Regions from separate parts of the Triticum aestivum genome. Here region 2 is linked to region 1. A link is a contact called in public Hi-C data. All regions are on one chromosome and are shown on one strand. Each heading gives the region's core, a stretch centred on a gene start, on an enhancer-like site or on the middle of the called end of the contact. The rest is flanking DNA. Distances are from core to core; before and after follow the strand shown.

Region 1 (4,467 bases), core at 919-3,418:
CATGAATCTGGAACATAGTAAAATATTGTTCGCACATCGTCTTCCAGATTTTTGGATTTTCACCTGAAAATTGGGGGAAACAAAATGGATGGCGGTGTTGCTCCTAGCCCAGCGACTATTTGATGGGAATTGGAATTGGGGGCCAGGGCAGTATCCAGCAGGCGTGATTGCATAGGAAGGTGGAAGTTGGGCGTACTATTGGCTGGAGAGGTCGTCGGTGGGACGCCACCCACCAACAACCCGCCTCGTGGAAGATGAGACTTGCCGTGACCATCGGGCCCGTGGATCACACCGCCAGATGATGGATCGGAGAGATCCACCACCTTCGATCCACTCGCTGGCAAACTTGCCTTGGCTGTCTGCTCGCCCTGCAGCGCACCGACCGACGCCTGGAGCTCGGCGAGGCACGCCTCCAGATCGGGTTTCCAAGCGGTGAGTTCATCCACCTGGGCGGATTGGTGGCCGATCCGCCCCGCGATCTGCTTGATATCGGTGCGGATGTCGTCGTTGGCCTTGTGTCATGTTCTCCTGCAACTTGTCCAGATAGGCCTTGAGCGTCGGATCCATGGTGGCGAGGAGTCGTTGGCGATCGACGCCTTGCTTGCGCGTCTCCAGCGCGGGGAAGAGGGGCGGGATGGCGACTGATACCACGTGTTAGGTACTCGCTGGTGGTCTCTCGATTACAGTGGTATGGTTACAGGGGTGGGGATACAAGCAGGGATTCAACCTGATGAGGAAGATGAACTAGCGAAGAAGAAAGGGGAAAACACACGGCACCGCCGCCTGTTCTGATCCTAGCCGGGATGGATCGCCCTCTACCTGCTACCTGCCTTATATCCCACTATCTCTGGGTCTTCTGGGCCGAACATGTAGGAGATCCATTGGGGTCCAGTAAACTTGTGGCAAGGTCTCCTCTCTCTCTTTCGGGCCTGCTCGGTAGCATGGCTTGTGCTGGCCCAGGTGCAGCTGGGTCGCTAACACGTGCCTCCAAAGCTAAACCTCTGAAAATCGCGTCCAGCTGGACTGATTGAGATCGTTGCAAGTAACCAAACAGGCCATCGATGAATTAGTTATTAACCTTTAAAGTTTATAGTATTTAGGAAGAAAAAGAAAGGGGAATTTGAGGATTTGCCACACCTTATTTTGCAGTTTGAGGATTTGCCCCTGTTTTGTCTGTAACCCAGAATTTGCCACATCTTTGCTGAAAGATTGAGAATTTGCCCCTAACACGACTGGCCCACAACAACATGACCAAAATGCCCTTGTGTTTACCTACGTGAGAGGAACCCAGTCCAAACGTTGCCCCGATAACTCTCTCATCTCATCCTACCTGTACCTGCGGTGGCGGCGGCGATCTGCGGCGGCTACGACGACGGCGACCTCGATCACCCCGATGGCGGCGACCTGGTAAGATCGGCTACTACCCTACGTTCCTTCGACCACCTCCTGCTCCTGAACGTACGGAGAAAATCTAAAAAAAATCGGAGATTACATTCACACTTCATAGTGAACGTACAGACTGAAGACATACTGAAGAATATTACAGTGAGTATTCTTCTAGGAAAGTTTCATCACCTTTTATTGTAATCACAAAGTACATTCACACTTCATAGTTCACAACATCACAAATTACATTTACATTTTTTAGTGACATCAGAAGGCACATTAGCCCTTACTAGTTCACAAGTTAGAACAAATGCACACTAAAACATCAGCTATATTTTCTTGTTCTCTGAACTGTCACTTTCTTTCTTCCACCACCCGATGTTTCAGTCCATCAATCTTTGATTAATAGCCCCATTTCTAGTCAGGTTGGGAAGGAAAGAGCATGGACCCGTGCAAGAGCTCTGGGAAGGCACAACACAATGCGTGATCACCAAGCTCGGGGGGGGGGGGGGGGTAGGCAGGGAGACTCCCAACGCAGGTGTAGCTGCACACCGACGACGTTGCGTGGTGGCCAGCCGCCAGGACGAACAGAGTACGGGAACAGCGAGCTCATGCTCGATTGAGGATAACTAAAACAGATTGGGTTGGGGGTATTTTGGTCACAAAATTTGTACTATAATGTGCCAAATGATCCAAACAGTACATTAGGGGCAAATCCTCAATCTTTCAGCAAAGATGTGGCAAATCCTGGGTTACAGCCAAAATAGGGGCAAATCCTCAAACTGCAAAATAAGGTGTGGCAAATCCTCAAATTCCCCAAAAAAAAAATGCACACAAAGCGTCCCTTGGTGGCGCGATGGGTCGTGCAGTTGTCGTTCCAAAGGAAAAGGAAAATTGGCAGCTGGTTGTGGTGTTCGCTGCTCGCCACCGACTTTCCCGGCGCCACCGCACCGTGCACCGGCCCCACCGGCGGCGACGATGGGTAACTCACAGGCCTCTCCCTTGTCCGCCTCCTCTGCCAGCTTCGTCATGGCCTCCAGGTACCACAGCTTCGAAGCGCTGGGACCGCCACGGCAGCTGCTGCTTCACCCCAGCAGCAATTCGCGAGCATCATGCGGTGATCTCATCGCTCCGTCTCCACTTTCCGTAGGGCCTTCTCGAAGCAGGCGCTGGACGAACTGCGCGCGCACTTCTCCTCGCTCGCCGCGCAGTCGGGGACCCAGGGGCGCGCCATATCCCGCCCCGTTTTCCTTGTGAGCTCGCAGGCGCAAAAGTTTGCAACGGGGATTGGATTCGGGTGGATCCGGAATCCGTTTTCTGATGGGAAGTGATCCATCTTACGCAGGATTATTTCGGGGTACGTGGGGCGCTCGGCGATAGGCTATTCCAGTTGGTGGCGAAGGAGAGCAGCGTGGAAGATGGAGTCACCTTCGAGGGTTTGATTATCACCAAAGTTAGTACCCTTGTCCTACCGCTTGATTCAGTTAGCTCGTTCCCTTTTGGGATTCCTGGTTAACTGGACAAATTTGGTGGTATTAGTGCTGCATTTGCAATGCAATACAAGTTAAAAGAAAAGGGAGAAATGTATTTCTACTTTCTATATTATATAGTATAATACTGGATGTTCTACTAGATTTTTGACTGATTTTAAGTTGCTATCTTGTCGTTGTTGGTGGTGTTTTATTGAAACTGATTGCTATTGGTACTTTTTATTGCATGATTAGCTTGGTTGGATACATGTGCACACTACTTTAATCGCATAAACCTTAAGTTTTCAGAAAGAAAAAACTTCTGATAACAGTTTTATTGTTCTTCAGTTGCTCTGCTAATTCATCCTTTAGTAATGAACTTCATATATTTTATTTGTATTCAACACAAAGTTTTCCTTCCAATGCTAGGGAATGCCATATGTCTTGTTAGGTTTTTTTCCTTTATGTTCTGTTGTTTAATATCCGTATCTTTGTAACATGTAGGCAACATATGAAAGGGGAACTAAAGATGAAGCCGATGAGTTCATTTTTCAACTGTGCGATGTGATGGGAGATAGTATCTTAACAAGGTATTTCTTGAATGTGCTGGTAGAATTGAGTCTTCTTCTGATATGTTGGTATGTCAGTTGCCAATATTTAACTCCTTAGATGATGATTTTGTTTATGTTTGTAACGAAAGCTGCCACTTCCAAATATTTTTTCAGAGTATATGTCCCTAGATATTTGTATTCAGGGCTGTAGGTTTTTCAGAGTATCTGTCCTTATTTTTTTTCTTTTTTCTTTTTGCGTGTGAGAGTATCTGTCATTGGATATTTGTATTCAGGACTAGGTTTTACTTGACAAACCACTTACTCCTACGCTTTCTCTTTCATGCATTGTCAGGTCTGATCTGGAAGCTGTATTTGTGTCCATTCATGAAACCATATTTGCAGATAATAATGAAGCCAAGGAAGGTTCTAACAAGAGTACATTTGAAGCATTTCTCAACTCTGCGGTATTTTCGAAGGATGCTGAAGGGGTCTCTGAGAAGTCTATGTCATTATCAGACTTTAGAAACTGGTGTATTGTCATGCCAAAACTGAGGAAATTCCTTGGAAGTTTGTTGATGCCCCCTGACTCAGGTATGTGTTGCCATTCTGCAGATTTTCCCAAAAAAGATGTTATTCCTTGTAGCTGCATCATGACAGAAGTGTGCTCCTATTCATTGCATTAGAATAATTATGCCTTTAATAGTTAAATATGATCTTGCTTGAGTTCATATACATATGAACAGTATAACTGGCGTTTTCTTCGAACTGTTCCTCCTGGCTCTCTAATTCGCCTTTTACTGACCCACTCAACAGGCAAGTGAAGTTTGTGCTGTTTTGCACTCGCACTGCTCTGGAGCACCAAAGTACTCCCTCCGTAAAGAAATATAAGAGTGTTTAGAGGGAGTATCTCTTATGTATGTGAAAAAAGCAAGACACGTAGTTGACAAATATTTACTGCTGTTGAGGTACTACTAGTCTGAAATAGTGAAATCACCATTCACCAGAGTTTTAAGACCATAAAAAATAAACAATCTTGAGGTACTACTGTTGTCAGTTCTTGT
Region 2 (4,467 bases), core at 645-3,144, 340 kb after region 1:
ATTGTCGAAATTATCTGAAACATACTAGATAAAACCATTAGTCCAACAAGGGATATGTTGACATTAATTACCAAAATCACCCAGGGAGCACTTGTGCTTTCATGCATTCATCAGGGCCCCCAAATTTGGTCTTTCAAACAAATGGGGATTAAGTGCAACATGAAGCACAAACATATCCAGAGATATGCCCTCTAAGTTCAACCTCCCAGAAATAGTGTTTGCAAGGAAGGTCATGAAGTAGAGAATGGTGGATCACCGTCTACATCTGCCACGAGGACTCTTCGCCCGTCGCGGCAGCCTTAGCGGGAAGGGGCTTCTACTCCTCGGCATCCGAGGAGATGGGCTCTGGCTTCATGTTGGAGGGAGCGGTCAATGCCAATGGGCCTGGGTAACGCAGTCGGCGGCGCCAGGAGCCTCTTCTTCGGCTCTACGACTGCCCACTCCTGGCAATTAATTTGGCGCAGTTGGGCACCTCTCAACATCAAATTATTCCTTTGGCTGGCATCGCAAAATCGTTGCTGGACCGCCGATCGTCTCGGTCGGAGAGGCATGCAGCACAACCCGGTTTGCGGCCTTTGTTCGCAGGAGGATGAAACTCTACACCACATCCTCGTGGGTTGTACATTCTCTCGCATCACCTGGCACGAGGTGCTCTCCTGGTGTCGTCTTCCTGTGCTACCACCCGATGGCACGACGCCTTTTTTCTCCTGGTGGTCCGATGCCGCTTCTGCCACCCCAGCTGCCTTCGCAAGGGTTTTGCTTCCCTCGCCATCATCATAGCCTGGGCTATCTGGAAGCAAAGGAACGCAATCATCTTCGACAATGCGCAGCCCTCCCATGGCCAGCTACTCACGAGCATCAAGGACGAGGCCCGGCGTTGGGGACTAGCCGGAGCTGTAGGATTAGCATCGATCATCCCTGTAACCTGACCCTGTATTCTTGGGCTGAGCAACCCTTTCTTCTCCTGCTCCTCTGTAGCCCCCTCAACACCTTCTAGTGTACGTTGATTGGGGCTGCACCCCCTGTACTCTCTTCTACCTATCAATGGAAAGATACGCCCTTGAGCGTATTCGCGAAAAAAGCTCCCTCCGGATCCGGAGGGGCGTGCGGAGAATCAGTTTGAACCGTCAGACTTGACGATCACGGCAACCGAAGCTGGAGGTTCGCGGATTTGTGGAGAGGAGAAGCGGCGGTGTAATGTTTTAGGGTTTGCGTCCGCGGGCGGTCGACTTAAATAGCCGGGGCAGGTGAACCAGCTTTGCTTCAGTGCAGGCAACCACTGGAGTAGGCTACTCGGTCGCTGCACCGGCATGAATGCGACATGGCAAGTAGAGTCAGGGTTCTGGAGCGAAGGAATGATTTCTTGACATGGGCCCACATTGTGGGAAGCTATATCAAGACCACCGCAAACTTTTTTTCATTGAATAATTTTGATGAGTGCTTTTGTATTTGTATTAGAAAGATGGAAAATTGCGAACCAACATGTGGTTGGATGGTTAGAGGGACAGTGATATCCCCAATCCACCAGGGTTCAAGTCCTGATGCTCGCATTATTCCTAGATTTATTTCAGAATTTCCGGCGATGCGCTTTCAGTGGAAGGAGACGTTCCCGTCGACGACGAGGTGCCTACGGTGACTTCGTAAATTTCAAGATGACATGCCGGCTCAGTCTCTCGGAGGTGCTCGTAGGGATAGGGTGTGCGTGTGTGTGTTCATAGGGATGAGTGTATGCGCGTATGTATGAGCGCTTGCGTCTGTACTGATGTTAAAAAAAAGAAAGATGGAAAATTCCCTAAAAAAAAGATGAAAAAAAAATGTCTGGACTGTGCGATGCCGTACATCTGGGAGCGATTTGGCGATCCGCGTCGCCTTATTATGGCGTGATGGTTCCATAAACAGCAAACATCCTACTCGATACTCGATAGCTCTCAGATCCCCCGCCCCCACCTCTACCCCTACCCTCAGCAACGCGGAGGCGACCTCGCGATGCCGCCGCCGCCGCCGCACCCAAACGGGGGCAAAGTAACGCCGAACCTGGCCATGGACGCCGAGGGCACGCGCCTGCTTAACCTCACCGTCCTGCAGCGCCTCGACCCCGCCGTCGAAGACATCCTCATCACCGCAGCGCACGTCACGCTCTACGACTTCAACATCGACCTGAACCAGTGGGTGCGGGCTCCTCTCCCATCCGATGCCTTTGCTGCACTCGACCACGATCCGATCCGATCTAATTTTTTTTCTGTTTCGTGCAGAGCCGGAAGGACGTGGAGGGATCGCTCTTCGTGGTGAAGAGGTGAGGCAGATTGGGGAAAACGTGTTTTGGGTTTATATGTGGGTTTTGTGCGGTGTAGCAGCTAATTGTATCAGGATTGTGTTGGATTGCGTGTAGGAACTCACAGCCGAGGTTCCAGTTCATCGTCATGAACAGGCGCAATACGGGTACGTGCATCTTTGATCTAAGTTGGTTTGTTGATCTCTCGTAGTACACCGGGTCCTTTAAGTAGGATAGAGACCACGATGGAACATTCTTTTGTGGCAGTGGTCCCTAAATCCTAAGATTGACTTGTGTTAAGTAGATTAGATCATTATTGATGGAGTAATGCAGTAGTTACATGAAAATTACTTGGTTATAGTACGTTGGTTGCTTCAAACCAATTTGGGCCCTGAAAAATTTCATTTTTTTATCGTCGATGCTGAGGCACATTGAAAAACCAATAATTGGTTTTTATGACACTGCTTTTATTCAGCCTAATAGTTAACTCTTCAGTGATATGGTTACAAGGGATCTGAGATGATCTCAGAGTTGCCAAAAAAGAAAGAAGATCTTAGAAAATTAAGGATCTTGCAGTAGCTCTATGGCTGCATACAAGTCTGACGGGGCCTGTAGCACTAGTTCTTGGTCAATGGATCCACTGGAGAAATCCGATAGATATCAAGATAGCATCGATCTAAATTCTTATGTTTCAGATTTAGTATAGAGAAAAGCTGTGAACTGTCACATACACACAAAACAGATGCCCATGTGAACACACTGTGAACAAGGTTCGTCAGTCACGTCTTATGAGTAGCCGAAATTTTGGGGATTTAGCGTTCTGTTTCTCACTGTAGTAAGATTGGTGCGTTCATGTTTTTTTTTAAACGAGGCAAAAGATTTGCCATTTTCATTGAGAAGAAGAGAGTTGCCCGGTTAATTGGAGGAAAACCGGGCGAAAACCTAGATACAACCCCAGACGGGGCACACACGGACAACCTGGCCACAAGCGCCAATCAGTCGACTGAAGCATCGAGAACATGGCAGCTCCGATTTTGAAGAAAAGCTTCACAGGAGAAAGTTGCAAGCCTCGCGTCGACCTAGCTCAGTGCACACCCGAAGAGCACCATCCGCTGGAAACCCCCCTCATGGAGTCATCGTTGCCACACTGGCGCCGCCGCCCGCAGCTCCGTGCGTTCATGATTTGTATTTTACATAAGGTTGTTAGAGTGTAGTCATAGACTGACAACTGCTAAGATTGTGTAGATGCTAAATTTTTCTATGGTATACAGTAAAATGATTGGCCCATGATAAGATTGTGTTATATATTTGACAGATAATCTCGTGGAGGATTTGTTGAGTGATTTTGAATATGAACTCCAGCCTCCATATTTGTTGTATCGGAATGCCACACAGGAAGTAAATGGCATTTGGTTTTATAACCAACAGGAGTGCGAAGCTGTTGCTAGTTTGTTTGGAAGGTAAAGTTTGTCTACCCCCACCCCCCTCTTCTCGGTTCAGTGGTTTTTTTCTTTTTCTTTTTATAAGTGTGTAGTCAGTGTACCCGATGACCTGACTTTTGATATCTTCGGTACTACTATATTTAGTAGTGTTCAGATTACGTACTTGCACACAATGTACTCCCTCTGTAAACTAATATAAGATCTGTTAGATCACTACTGTAAAAACACCAAATATATATTGTAAAAAGTAGTAAAAGTTCTCTTTTTTAAGATCATGCAAACATTAAAAAATGACATCTTTAGGAAACCAGAGAAAGAATTGGATTTCGGAAGTTATGTTTACTCTGTTTGAACTGCTGAATATTTAGCTGAAACTGCTGAATATTTGAACTTCCTAACTGAGAACTGTCGAATACTCTATTTGCATTTAGGCATTGAACTGCTTAAGTAGTCCTTAGAGTATGGGGTCATTTGAACTATTTGTTGTCTTGGTACACATTTCCCAATTTCTAAATCAGTACTCCCTCTGTAAACTAACGTAAGACTGTTTAGATCACTTAGTGATCTAAACGATCTATATTAGTTTGCGGAGGGAGTAGTTGCAATAAATGATTATGTCCTATCGGCAGGAATTAGTACACAATGTAGCTGTGGTTTGCTGCTATTCATTTTGCAGTAAGAAATTTTGTTTCAATCCTTTTTGGGCAGGATACTGAATGCTTACGCGAAAGTGCCCCCAAAGCCGAAAGTGCC

What was found. A called contact is a pair of places that touch in the nucleus more often than the background predicts.
Region 2: a contact with region 1 is called in a Hi-C map of leaf, with 3 times the contacts expected there. The contact joins the promoter of LOC123111133 here to the promoter of LOC123111132 in region 1. A contact is called at or near these places in 3 of 5 Hi-C or Micro-C datasets (all in leaf).

What each region holds. Positions count from the first base shown.
Region 1 is chr5B:231,952,674-231,957,140 of IWGSC CS RefSeq v2.1, forward strand. It overlaps LOC123111132 (MTOR-associated protein MEAK7), which reads left to right and starts at 2,169. Exons shown (of 8, transcript XM_044531822.1): 1 at 2,169-2,426; 2 at 2,537-2,639; 3 at 2,732-2,839; 4 at 3,360-3,445; 5 at 3,759-3,997. The coding sequence starts at 2,365. It overlaps LOC123111131 (a long non-coding RNA gene), which reads right to left and starts at 787. Exons shown (of 2, transcript XR_006454142.1): 1 at 1-787.
Region 2 is chr5B:232,294,048-232,298,514 of IWGSC CS RefSeq v2.1, forward strand. LOC123111133 (mRNA-decapping enzyme-like protein) reads left to right here and starts at 1,895. Exons shown (of 8, transcript XM_044531823.1): 1 at 1,895-2,169; 2 at 2,253-2,293; 3 at 2,390-2,439; 4 at 3,588-3,732; 5 at 4,423-4,467. The coding sequence starts at 1,987.